Regions from separate parts of the Mus musculus genome. Here all the other regions are linked to region 1. Evidence: chromatin contacts called from public ChIA-PET, HiChIP or PLAC-seq and promoter capture Hi-C data. All regions are on one chromosome and are shown on one strand. The core of a region is the stretch at or near the end of the contact, and the rest is flanking DNA. Distances in the headings are between cores, read along the strand shown.

Region 1 (2,700 bases), core at 126-2,625:
GGCTGCTGTTTCTAGGACCTGGAGACCCAGCTGAGGCAGCCACAGAGCAAGCCACCAAAGACTGCTGGGAAACCCAATCAGGTCTCTCTTTCCAGCAGAGACCCCAAGGCAGGTCCTGTTACAGGCACCTCCCAGGAAATTTTAACTCCTAGTCCCTGCTCAACTACTTACACAAGTCATTTCCACTCTCTGGGCCTCAGTTTCCTTGGTGGTTAAAAACTATTAGGACAGAGGCTTTCAAACTTTTTTTAAGCCATAGGATCCTCTTTTTAAAAAAATACAAATTTTAGATAGAAGCCCAAAACAGGAAACACACACCTAATCTGCTCGCCCACCCTCCTTTTCTATGTCCACACCTGGCCAGCAGCCACATGCCCTCACTGGGCCACATCACCTGCGTCGTCTTGGCACTTCCCAAGTCAGAGAGAATCCCAGTGCTTCAGAGAGATGAAAGTCCACTTCCCCTAGGCGCAAAGCCCTGGGGCGGTGGGAACGGCGGCACCGAGCAGACTAGTGTCTGCTGTCAGACCTGTATGGCAAGCAGGCCGCCCCTCGGCTAGCCACCCGATGGATGGGGGCAGCAGGGGCCTCGGCCAGGCCTCGGCAGGAGGCAGCCCGGAGCGAGCCTCCCCCAAGCCGGCCTGTGCGCGCACGCGAAATCCGCCCCCGACCGCTCCGGCCGTACAGGTGTGCCAGGCGGCCGAGGACCCCGTGCCCTCCCGGGAGCGCGCCCCACCAGGCGCAGGCCCCGGCCGCCGGGGCCACGGAGGACCGCGGGCAGGCGGGAGCACCCAGAGTCCGAGGAATGCTCTGCCTAGCCCGCCCCAGCAGGGGCCCCGCCGGCGCTTCCTGAGGTCATAGGGCTCGCCCCGGCCCCAGCGGAAAAGTACCGGCGCGGGCCCAAGCCCGGCGCTCAGGTGGGCTGCGCGGCTCCCGTCCTCCCGCCGCGGCGGCCGAGAATCCGCGACCAGAGCCCGGCGGCCGGCGAGGCCCGGGGCTGCGCCGCCCGGCTCCGCGCTCCCCCGCCCGCTCCGGGCCCGGTTCCCCAGCGCGCCGCCTCCCCGGCCCCGGGCCGCGCGCCCTCGCCGCTTACCCTGGGGAGCCCGGGCGGGGAAACTTTTCCGGACGAGCGCCGCGGCCGCTCGGGTACCCCTCGGCCGAGCACGGAGCCCGGCGGCGGGGGCCTGGCTCCGGCGGTCCCCGCGCCCGGCAGCGGCGTCACGGCGCGCAGGCGGGGAGGCGCGGCGGCGCGGCCTCGGCCCGGCCGGCGACCAGGGCAAGGCTCGGCCTGGGCTCGGGCGCGGGCGGGGGGCAGCGGCCCGGCCGCGGCGGCGCGGCTTGTTTACTCGGGCCGCTGTCACAGCGGCGGCGGCGGCGGCGGCGGCCCGGGCTCCTCCTCCTCCGCGCCGCGCCCCTCCCCCTCGCGGCGCCACCTCCGCGCTCGGCGGCCGCAGCCGGCCCGGCCCGTTCGCCGCCCGGGTCGGGTCAGGCCGGGCCCGGCCGGGCCCGGCCGGTGTTCAGAGAGCTCCACGCGGCGGGCCCTGCGTTCTCGGGGCGCCCTGTCTGCGGCTGCCAGCGGGGCGGGTAGGGAGCGTGGTCCCTGCGCGCCACCCCAGGCCCCTCGGTCCGCACCGCGTTAGGCTCTTGGCCCCGCAAACTCCCGGGCAGATGGTTTCGGAGACCCGGACTGGGAGCCCGCGGGCGAGATGGCGAGGGAAGGGCCGAGGGTCGGGGGGTTTGGGGAGAGTCCAAGCTGGCCCTGCCTTGCCCGAGGTTCCTGGGTCCCGAGTTTTGAGTTTGGGGATAGTCAAGGGAAGCGCCCTGGGATGGCGGACCTGGGGCAACTCCACTCTCAGGTCGGATCTCACAGCGGCAGGGCAGCCCTCGTGCCTCCAGTTAGAGGAGTCACAGTTTTATTTGCTTTTGTAGAGACAGGTGGATAAACAGAAATAGCCCACCTCCTTTTATGGTTTTTTTTTTTTCCCAATACTTTTTTTTCCCCCTGCAACAACGGAGAGCTAGGCACTGGGCCAATCAGTTCACCCTATCTTCTCCTTATGTACATTCCTTAATCCACATAATCCGCTCAGGATGACATTATTAATCCCACTTTACAGATAAGGAAACTGAGGCACACAAAGTTTAAATAATTTTCCTTAAGCTACACAACTTAGCAGGCCTCAGACTTGGCAGCGTTTCACTCCAAGCTACTTACAGTATACCAGCCAGAGCCCTTCCCTCCCTGGGTTCCTGCCCTAGAAAACGGCTGTGCTACTTGGCGGAAGGTTGACATTCTGCTCGAGCTGAGAAAGAAGAGGGGAACCGGGCCAAGATCTTCCCAGGCTGGGTTGTTCCAAGGTCGCCAGCGGCCTCTGCACATCCCTTCTTGCTCTCTGTGAGATAACCTGGCCACATGAGACTTTGCCTCAAAACCCTCAAAGTAGTACACATACACACATACACACGTATCATTTGTGTGGAAAGTCGTCCAGGAAAGTTGGGCTCAAATCCTTGCGGTACTATTTTGCATTATTTCGAACCTTAAATTCTCAGAGCCCCGATTTATCCCTCTGAAAATGGAGATGTGTATGAAGTTAACTGAATCTGTTATTTGAGCATCCGTTAAAACACTGCAGACATGGGGTCTCTAAAAGTCTGGTTCCTCCCAGATTGGGGGCTTTCCCTTAGAAGGAGCTAAGA
Region 2 (2,704 bases), core at 173-2,672, 140 kb before region 1:
TGGTAGTATAGGCATGGGGGGAAGGCAGTGGACCCGTTTATTTACTTGCTTCTATCTAGTGACCCTGGTGATAGAGATGACAGACCAATTCCAGCCCTCAACCAAGGTTAACAGGGAAATGGACATGTAAACAGGCTAATTAAGATCCAGTGTGGTAGAGATGCTAGAGGGAAGCATGGGATGCCAGTCTTGTGTGTTACTGGAGCACAGATGGGAAAGAGGTGAGAACATCTCTTTTGTGGGTACTACAACTTAGTGGGGGTCCATGTCTCTACTGCAGAAGGCCAAGCCAGCAGAAGGCTAGAAGCCATAAACAGAGCCCTGTCAGGATCAGTGCCACCCACTCTAACCCCAAGGCAGGGCTATCTTCTGCAGCCCAAAAGACAGGAAAATGGCTCATGGACTGAATGCTGCACCTTGCCCTCCATGGTAAACTCTGAACACAGAGGAAGCAAGGCTGGGGATCTTCCCCTATGCCCTGCCTCTGCACCAGTACTGCAGCATTCCAGCCCACTCCTCAACATCATCCAACACAGGTAAAAGAAGGAAAGCCCAGCACTCAACCAAAACAGCAAATGGTCTTCAATCTTTGCTAATTGAAAGACTGCCAACAAGTTCCAGATTGAAAAGCTCTGGCCAGGACCTTTGTTTGCAAAAGGCAAAAAACACGGAGACACCAAGAGTTCTTCAACATTCTAAGATTCTTTGGGGATCGGTAAAGACTAAAAGATGAAGAGCTAAGGCCAGCTTGTATGCATCGCTGCTCACCAAGCCTTAGGCTGAGTTTATCCCTAAGCGATGGGTCTGAACCCTGGGTATGGCTTGGGGCTGGAGGTCACTGGGCAACAAGGAATTCCTTTCCCGGAGGAGTCAAAAGCGACTACGGTGTAGTCGCCATCAGAAGATTGCTGAGGGTACGCCCTTCCTGCCACAGTGGCAGAATCAGGCAGGCCTGGGCAGCCTGTGCCAGAGGGGCGGCTCTGGGCAACTGAACCCGTCTTTTTATTAAAGTTTATGTCGTTTTCCAGGCGCGTGCTGTACCTCCTTTCGATCCTCCCGTCTGAGGCAAGCTCTTCTCATAGTTACAGCAGGGACGCCCAGCCCAGCCTGGTGACTAAGGCCTGTAGTTCCAATTACTTAGGAAGTTGAGACAAGATGATGAATTTAAGGCTAGGACAATTTAGACCGTTTCAAACATTTTTTCCTTTTTAATGGCTAGGGAGATAGCTCAGTGGCAGTAGCTTGCCTAGCATGTACAAGGCCCTAGCTTGGCTCCCCAGCACCACAAAACCAAAATCAGCAGGAAAGGGTGGGTAACTGGACAATACAAGGACAGCCCCCGCCCACCCAGGAAACGAAAAGCGTAGGATACCGTCTAACTTCCGGTTATTCCTTTCTGCTTCCGGGTTCGCCCTCCCACTTCCGGTGCTTTCCGGTCGCGAGCTGTAGATACCACCTCGCGTCGCAATGGCGCTCTCTCTGAGCCTCTTTTTGGGCGGTCGTGTCCGCACCTCTCTCGCTCGCTGTGGGTTCGCGTCCCAGGTCATGGCGGGCCCGGGTTCTGTCAGCTGCGAGCCGGACCCCGATTCCGACTGGGAGCCGGAGGAGCGGGAGCTCCAGGAGGTGGAGAGGTACCTGCTTCGTGGCGAGCCCTCAGCCTGGAGTTAGGCTTCGCGCCCCGGCGTTCCATGCGCCCCCCCCCAGCTCCGGGCGTCCGGCAGCCGCGTCTGCACAGGCTCTAGTTTCTTCTCATCCGTTGTCTAGGGCACAGGGGCAAGTGATCAGCTCCCTTGACACCCTAGGTCCCGTTGCTTAGTGACGTGTTTCATCACCCGTTAGAGAGTTCGGCATGCTTACGTTCAGGTGCTGTAGGTGTTAGGTTTCTGGGGGCAGTGCACCCAGAGTGCTTTAACCTGGCAGACATGCGGTCAGACGAGAGGGCTGAGCTCTCCAAGATTTAGTTGGATGCTTTTTGAAACACTAGTCTTGCTTCCAAGCTCGGCTTTTGCCATTGGTTCTTTCCCCCAGCGCTTTGAAACGTCAGAAAAAAGCAATGCGATTCCAGAAAATACGAAGGCAAATGGAGGCTCCAGGTGCACCACCCAGAACACTGACGTGGGAAGCCATGGAGCAGATCCGGTGAGACGTTGCTTACAAAATGGGATTTACCTTTTGGGGGATTTTAAGTATTTAGTATTATTGCCTTTAAAATAGAAAGCGTCATAATAAGGAACTTCCTAAACCTGTCCAGAATTTTGTTTGTTTTGCGATGCTGGGATCAGCACAGGGACTTGCTTATGGTCCACTGAGGTCATCACCTCCTAAGGACATACCTAGCTTGGTAGGTACATTATGGACAGTTGATTGAAGTTTGGAAAGCTCTTCTTTTGAGGCAACCTCATGTAGCCAGCTGACCTCCAGGACACTGTAGACAAGGATAGCTTTGAACTCTTGTCTTCCTGCCTCTGCCATCTGAGTTTTGTAATTGAGATTAAAAGTATGTACCAACGCTCCTGGATTTTTATTTTATTTATGTATTTGTTTATTTATTGACAAGACCGCTCTGTAGACCAGGTTAGCCTGGAATTCTTGGGGCAATTCTGACTCTGCCTCCCAAGTTCAGGGATTACACTGTGTATGAGTCACTACTCTTACTTGAAAGGCGTCTGAAACGAATTTTCTTTAAGGGGGCTGGAAAGATGGC
Region 3 (2,700 bases), core at 174-2,673, 200 kb before region 1:
GTTGATGGGATTAAAGGCCTGGGCTACAGGCCTGACCTTGAAACAGTATTTAAAGTGCTATTTATTTCATGTGCATTGGTGTTTTGCCTGCATATATATTTTATGTTACACACACAAACACACAGGTCAGAGGTCACAGCTTGTGGAGTAGACTCTGTCTACTGTGTTTGAGAAGAGATTAACAGGAGGAAAGGAAGCAGCAGTTAGAGCAGAAACAGTACATTTCAGATGATGGGTTAACCAGTGCAATTGGACATGTGGCATATGAGAAAAGACACGAGACTGTAGAAGGATGTCAGGGTGGTGACAGTACAGGAGTTGTGGAGCATGGGGAAGTCTGGATGTAAGAAAGAAGACCTGAGACCATCCAAGAGCTTGTCTGCTCTGACTGCCACCTGCCTGTGGGGGTGGGGAGGAGAGTAGAAAGATGTGGCTCTGGAACTGCCCACATGGGCACACATGGGCAGCAGCGAGTGCAGTGTAGCTTCGACAACTGCAGAAAAGTCTGGGGGAAGTGGTTTCATTGCCACAAGAACAATGAACACATATTTTTAAGTTTTTAATTTTATCCATTCACCTAGGAAAAGCTGAAACGGGTTTCCAAAACCTTGATGTCTTTGTTGATCTCCCCCTCTTTATTTCCCTCTATTCCTTTGCTGTGGCTCCACCAAATTGACTTCAGATTGGGGTACCTGCGGGTGGATACCTCTGGCGTCTCATTCCAGCCTTAGGGAATCCTTTCCTATGCTCAGCCACGTGCTGGTTGTGGGGGGGAAGGTCTAGCCTCTTTGGCAGTGCAGTCCGTGAAATCCTAATTATCCCACTTGAACTGATTCTGCGCCGGCCCCGGGCTTCGCGTGGACAGAATTCTAAGCATGGACAACCGAGCAGAGTATCTAGATTCTAGACCATGCATAGACCTCTCGCGGAAGTAAGACTGGAAAGCTACCAGTCTCCGTCTCAGAGTCTGCACAGCTCCCAGAGCGGGGGTGGGGGTAGGTAGGGGGCATGTGGGGCAGGGTTCCCGGGAGCCGGAAGGAGGGCGGGTCCGTGCGGCTTTGCGAGCTCCTCGGTCTCCGGGCTTCAGGTCCCCAGGCTCTGCTCCGCTCCCCCTCCCCCCCAGTGCCCCAAGTCGGGTGACTCGATCCAGCGCCCCTCGTACTTCAGCGCCCAGGAAGGAGGAAGGGGAAAGAGCTGGGCAAGGACCAGCTAGGAGGCCCGCCTACCCGTCGACTTCCTGCTCCGCGCCCTCCTCCCTGCGGCGAGAGCGCGGGGCTTTCACCCGCAGCACTGGGCAGAGGGAGCCTACGGTGCGGCGGCCCACGTGACCACCTTCCCTGCCGCCCACCCCCAGGTCCAGAGGCGGAGGCCGAGGGAAGGACTCCGGGCCGAACCGCGGGGCGGGGCTCCAGCCTGCGATTCCACTTGAGCAACCTGAGCCGGAGGAGGACGCCGCTGCCTGCTGCGGTCCGAGCTCCACGCGCCGCGATGGGCCGGGCGAGCCGCTCCGCTGTCCTGCGGCGCGCGCTGCTGCTGCTGCTGCTACTGCTGCTGCTGCGGACGACGACTACGCGGGCGCTCGGCCCCCGGATCAGTGTGCCGCTGGGTAAGTGCTATGGGGCGCGGCAGAAGGAGGGGAGCGCGGGCAACGAGATGCTTGGTGGGGTGGCCACGACAAAGGAGAGGTTGAGGTCCACTAGGACCAGGAAAGCAGTTGTGGTCAAAGCGAAAGAGGAGGGAAAGCTAGGGAGCTGAGAGCCCTTTTCTTCCATTTTCTATCTGGACTTGGAGAGGGCCGCTTTCTTGCTCGGTTGCAGCTGCTCTTGCTCGGAGGGAGCACACTCGGCACTAGGGGCCTCAGGTGCCAGCCATCCTGCCTACTCATTTACTTGTCTTTGATGCTGACCAGAGTCAGCCTTGGAGCCACCAACGGCACGGGGCTGAGGGCACTGCTGCTGGCCGTGCTATAAACTCTGGGCTTATGATATTCTCAGTCAGCCACAGCAGAGCCTGGAGTTTGGCGGGTGGGTGCCAGGTCTTTCCTCCCTGCCGGCCCATCTCTGACTGATCGACCTGGAGAATTCACCCCCTACTCCAAACACAGGGACTTGGAAACTGACATTGCGAAGACCCATCTGTACCCTGTCTAGAGGGGCCTGAGGGTATCACCCTGGTGGGCCACATTCCTTTTTTGGTGGTTTACAGCTGCCCCTGGCTGCCTGTGTTTCCAATCCTCCACTCATTCTTTACTTCCCTTAGTCTGATCGCCCCTGAACCTTTTCCAGGGAACCTCAACGTTTGGAATTCTAGGGACTTAGCCCAGTAAGTACTTCCTACTGCCCGCACTCCAGCTTCCTCCCCTGCAAAGTCGCCTCAGGCTTAGATACCTTGCAAAGTCATCTTGGGAAATTCATAAAACTTGGTGCATTCGGAGGGCATCAGGCACATAGGTGCCAACAGACAATGTTTGGCCAAACCCCTCTAAATTGCAAACTGTCACTGTGAGTTAGTGCATAAATTAGAGGTTACAGACTAAAACTCTACCAGACTTCCTACTCCATATTTGCATCCCCACCCCTAAAAGCATCCCATTTGCAAAAGGATAGAATCAGCTCTTCAGTTAAGGCCCCTAACAGGATCTCAGTCCCTTATCCAAAACATTGTTGGTAGCTCAAGTTCAAATCCTGTCTCAGCCACTTA
Region 4 (2,700 bases), core at 83-2,582, 240 kb after region 1:
CCCACACGCAAAGCACCCTTACCATCAGCTATCTTGCCTCCTCCAGGGCCCATGGACATGAGGATATACTATATCCTCAGAGTGCGGTCCTCTGTTAAACAGCTTCTAGCCCAGCTGCAGTGTCCTCAAAGCAGTCCCTGTCTCCGGAGGGCATCTGCTCAGATGACAGGCTGCTAAAGATTTACAGTCAGTTGTCCCCACGAGGAACCAAGCTACCCAGAGAGAACAGGTCTGGAGAACCAGATTCTTTTGGGAATGTAAGTTTCTGTTTTAATTTTTTTTTCCCCTTCCTTCTTTCCTCCTTCCCTCTTTCCTGAATTCTCCATTTAACCAAAACTGGATCTGGTTGCTTACTTATAGCTGAGTTAAATTGGTTTGAAATCTTTGCCAAATAGGCAAACGTGTAGGACCTGGACGGAGTTGCCTCCTATCTGAAGCCCCGGCTTCTGCCTCCACGTGGAAGGGAGAACCGAGCCCAGTACAACTGGCTTCACTTGTCACACAGTCCAGCCCACAGACTTTAGGAGCTCCTGAGCCACCGTAAGGAAAGCTGACAAGTGACCCTTCACTGACTTCTCACAGGCTCACTAGCAGTGACCGTCCAGACCACAGAACAGTGGTGTATAAGGCCCCCAGTCTGGGTTGAAACATCTAGCACCCAGGGATTTTCATGAGGGAAAGCTGAGTGCTGACGCGGTGTCCTCCCTAACACAGCCCTCGGGGGGCAGACCATCTACTTTGCTTGCTACACTGAAAATGGGTACAGAGAAATGGCGGAGAGTGGAGCTGGTATATTTGTGGAACTTCAATGTCTTTGTTTATATAATGAGCTGTTTTCCTTTCTCTTCTTTGTGACAGTGGGGACACCAGGGTCTCAGTACAAGTTTTAGGCAAGGACTCTGCCCCTGAACTTTATTCCCTCATCCAGGATCTGAATGCTCTGAGGTGATTTTATTATTATTATTTCATCTGATGCTTCAAGTGAAAGTCACAATCAGCATGGAACGAAGAACATGATGTGTGCTAACCCTTGTAACGTATATAAAGTATGCTAACCCTTGTGACATATATAAAGTGTGCTATAACCCTTGTGACTTATATAAAGTGTGCTAACCTGTGTGACATATATAAAGTGTGCTAACCTGTGTGACATATATAAAGTGCGCTAATCCGTGCAACCATTTCACCATTTGTTCCAACACTGGAATGAAATGAGGAAGCTAGAACCCTGTCCCCCACTTTGACTTTCTGTGTTTCTTACTTCTGCTTACTTGGGGGAATATTTGAGGTTTTATAGTTTCTGGGAATCATTTGTAATAGTGATGGGGTGACAAGCTGACGCACTGACTGTCACTGGTTTGTGTCATAGCTGGGCTGTGGAGAGAGCCAGGGTGAGTGTCAGCTTAATGAGGATGCTAACCTTGGCTTGCTCTTCTTTCTGGGGCTATAAGCCAACCTTAAAGCCCATTCGCTGAAGCTGAAGCTGAAGCAGAGGACCAGGTGCAGCAGATGGCATGCACACCTCCTCCCTGACCCAGGGATGCAGAAATGCTTCCCGGAGGATGCTGGTCCCAGTAGGCAGAGTCAAATAAAGGCAAAGTTCTCTCAGACTAAAAGCAAGGGTTTGTTTCTTAGCTGCTGAACAGACAAGTCAGGGGCACTTAGGGTCAAGAGTAACTGGGAAAATCCTGGTCCACAGCTGGGAAGACAGCTCAGGCGGTAAAGTGCAGGCCTGGCATGTACAAAGCTTGGTTCCATCTCAGCACCCCGTAACAGGGCATGGTGGTCACACAGCTGTACTCCCAGCACACAGAGGTAGGAGGTGGACCCCAAAACAGTTCAAGGTCATCCTCAATTGCACAGCAAACTGAAGGCAGTCTGAGCTACACGAGACACTGTTTCAAAAAGAAAATAAGTATTTATTCACACTCTCAACAAATGAAAAATATAAAGATTGAGAGTGTGAGACACCGCTGATCCCATTTCCCCTTCTTGCTTCCTGATAGACAGCCAGGGTAATGGCTGCATGAGCCCTTCAATGAACGACTGTGTAAGCACAGCAAGTGGGAGCGGACCTTACTTCTACTCTTCTCTTTTAGCACGGATAGTAACATGGTATACATTACAGCTGGCTATAATGTATATGGACTGATGCAGCTGTGTGTGCATGTGAGGAGGCACCTCTGGTCCATTACCGCTCTTTTCTGAAAGACTTTCTCACTGCTCTGGAACTTGCTAAGCAGACTGGCCAGTGACTCCAGCTCTTCAGGGCCCAGATTACAAGCACAGCACACCTGGCTTTTATGAGTGTTCCGGGGATTGAACCCACGTCTTCCTGGGTTTACTGAATTACTCCAACCCACTTTTTATTTTTTAATTTTTTTTTCAATACTAGGGATTAAACTCAGGGTCCTGCTACTGAGCTGAGTCCATGTCCTCAGCAATTGCTTTTTAATGTTACTTTTTTAAAAATAGGTATTTACTTTTATGTGAAGGTAGGACAGGGTAGTGTGGAGGGCAGCACACATGCCACAGCCCACGTGTAGTGGTCAGAGCACTTTCAGGACTCAGGTCTCTCCTTCCACCATGCGTGTTCTGCTGACTGAACTCAATCATCAGGCATGGCAGCAATCCTTTAACAGCTGGGCTACCTTGTTGGTCTTGCTCTTTAAACATTCTCACTCTTTCACTAAATCCCTG

Evidence for each region. ChIA-PET counts read pairs in DNA pulled down with a chosen protein or histone mark. HiChIP or PLAC-seq counts read pairs in DNA pulled down with a chosen protein or histone mark. Capture Hi-C pulls out chosen DNA fragments and counts their contacts.
Region 2: an RNA polymerase II ChIA-PET map of memory CD8 T cells shows a contact between it and region 1, with 93 read pairs. The contact joins the promoter of Ngrn here to the promoter of Furin in region 1. A contact is called at or near these places in 3 of 115 datasets of contacts at active chromatin or transcription factors (effector CD8 T cells, memory CD8 T cells and pancreatic cancer cells) and 2 of 9 other capture datasets (adipose tissue and pancreatic islet).
Region 3: a contact with region 1 is called in a promoter capture Hi-C map of liver. The contact joins the promoter of Sema4b here to the promoter of Furin in region 1. A contact is called at or near these places in 1 of 484 Hi-C or Micro-C datasets (embryonic stem cells), 1 of 115 datasets of contacts at active chromatin or transcription factors (pancreatic cancer cells) and 2 of 9 other capture datasets (liver and pancreatic islet).
Region 4: a contact with region 1 is called in an H3K4me3 HiChIP or PLAC-seq map of bone marrow-derived macrophages, with 3 times the contacts expected there. The contact joins the enhancer-like site here to the promoter of Furin in region 1. A contact is called at or near these places in 6 of 39 promoter capture datasets (the C10 cell line, the HPC-7 cell line, cranial neural crest and 2 more), 1 of 484 Hi-C or Micro-C datasets (beige adipocytes), 7 of 115 datasets of contacts at active chromatin or transcription factors (bone marrow-derived macrophages, effector CD8 T cells, embryonic stem cells and 3 more) and 4 of 9 other capture datasets (adipose tissue, embryonic stem cells, liver and 1 more).

What each region holds. Positions count from the first base shown.
Region 1 is chr7:80,401,437-80,404,136 of GRCm38.p6, forward strand. It overlaps Furin (furin (paired basic amino acid cleaving enzyme)), which reads right to left and starts at 1,376. Exons shown (of 16, transcript NM_011046.3): 1 at 1,094-1,376.
Region 2 is chr7:80,259,793-80,262,496 of GRCm38.p6, forward strand. It overlaps Ngrn (neugrin, neurite outgrowth associated), which reads left to right and starts at 1,423. Exons shown (of 3, transcript NM_031375.4): 1 at 1,423-1,631; 2 at 2,029-2,139. The coding sequence starts at 1,468. Ttll13 (tubulin tyrosine ligase-like family, member 13) reads left to right here. Exons shown (of 15, transcript NM_177765.3): 15 at 537-1,029. The coding sequence ends at 733.
Region 3 is chr7:80,197,165-80,199,864 of GRCm38.p6, forward strand. It overlaps Sema4b (sema domain, immunoglobulin domain (Ig), transmembrane domain (TM) and short cytoplasmic domain, (semaphorin) 4B), which reads left to right and starts at 1,424. Exons shown (of 14, transcript NM_001360135.2): 1 at 1,424-1,606. The coding sequence starts at 1,489.
Region 4 is chr7:80,638,704-80,641,403 of GRCm38.p6, forward strand. All of the region lies in intron 2 of Crtc3 (CREB regulated transcription coactivator 3), which reads right to left. Gm15880 (predicted gene 15880) reads left to right here. Exons shown (of 5, transcript NR_040343.1): 3 at 47-257; 4 at 859-945. Among named protein-coding and RNA genes, the nearest start is that of Gm15880, 4.0 kb to the left of the region's middle. Within about 2 kb of position 1,333, at least 103 of the 459 cell types and tissues checked have an H3K27ac peak or open chromatin away from gene starts, as enhancers often do. A contact at or near this core is called in the HPC-7 cell line, bone marrow-derived macrophages and pancreatic islet, where this site is marked.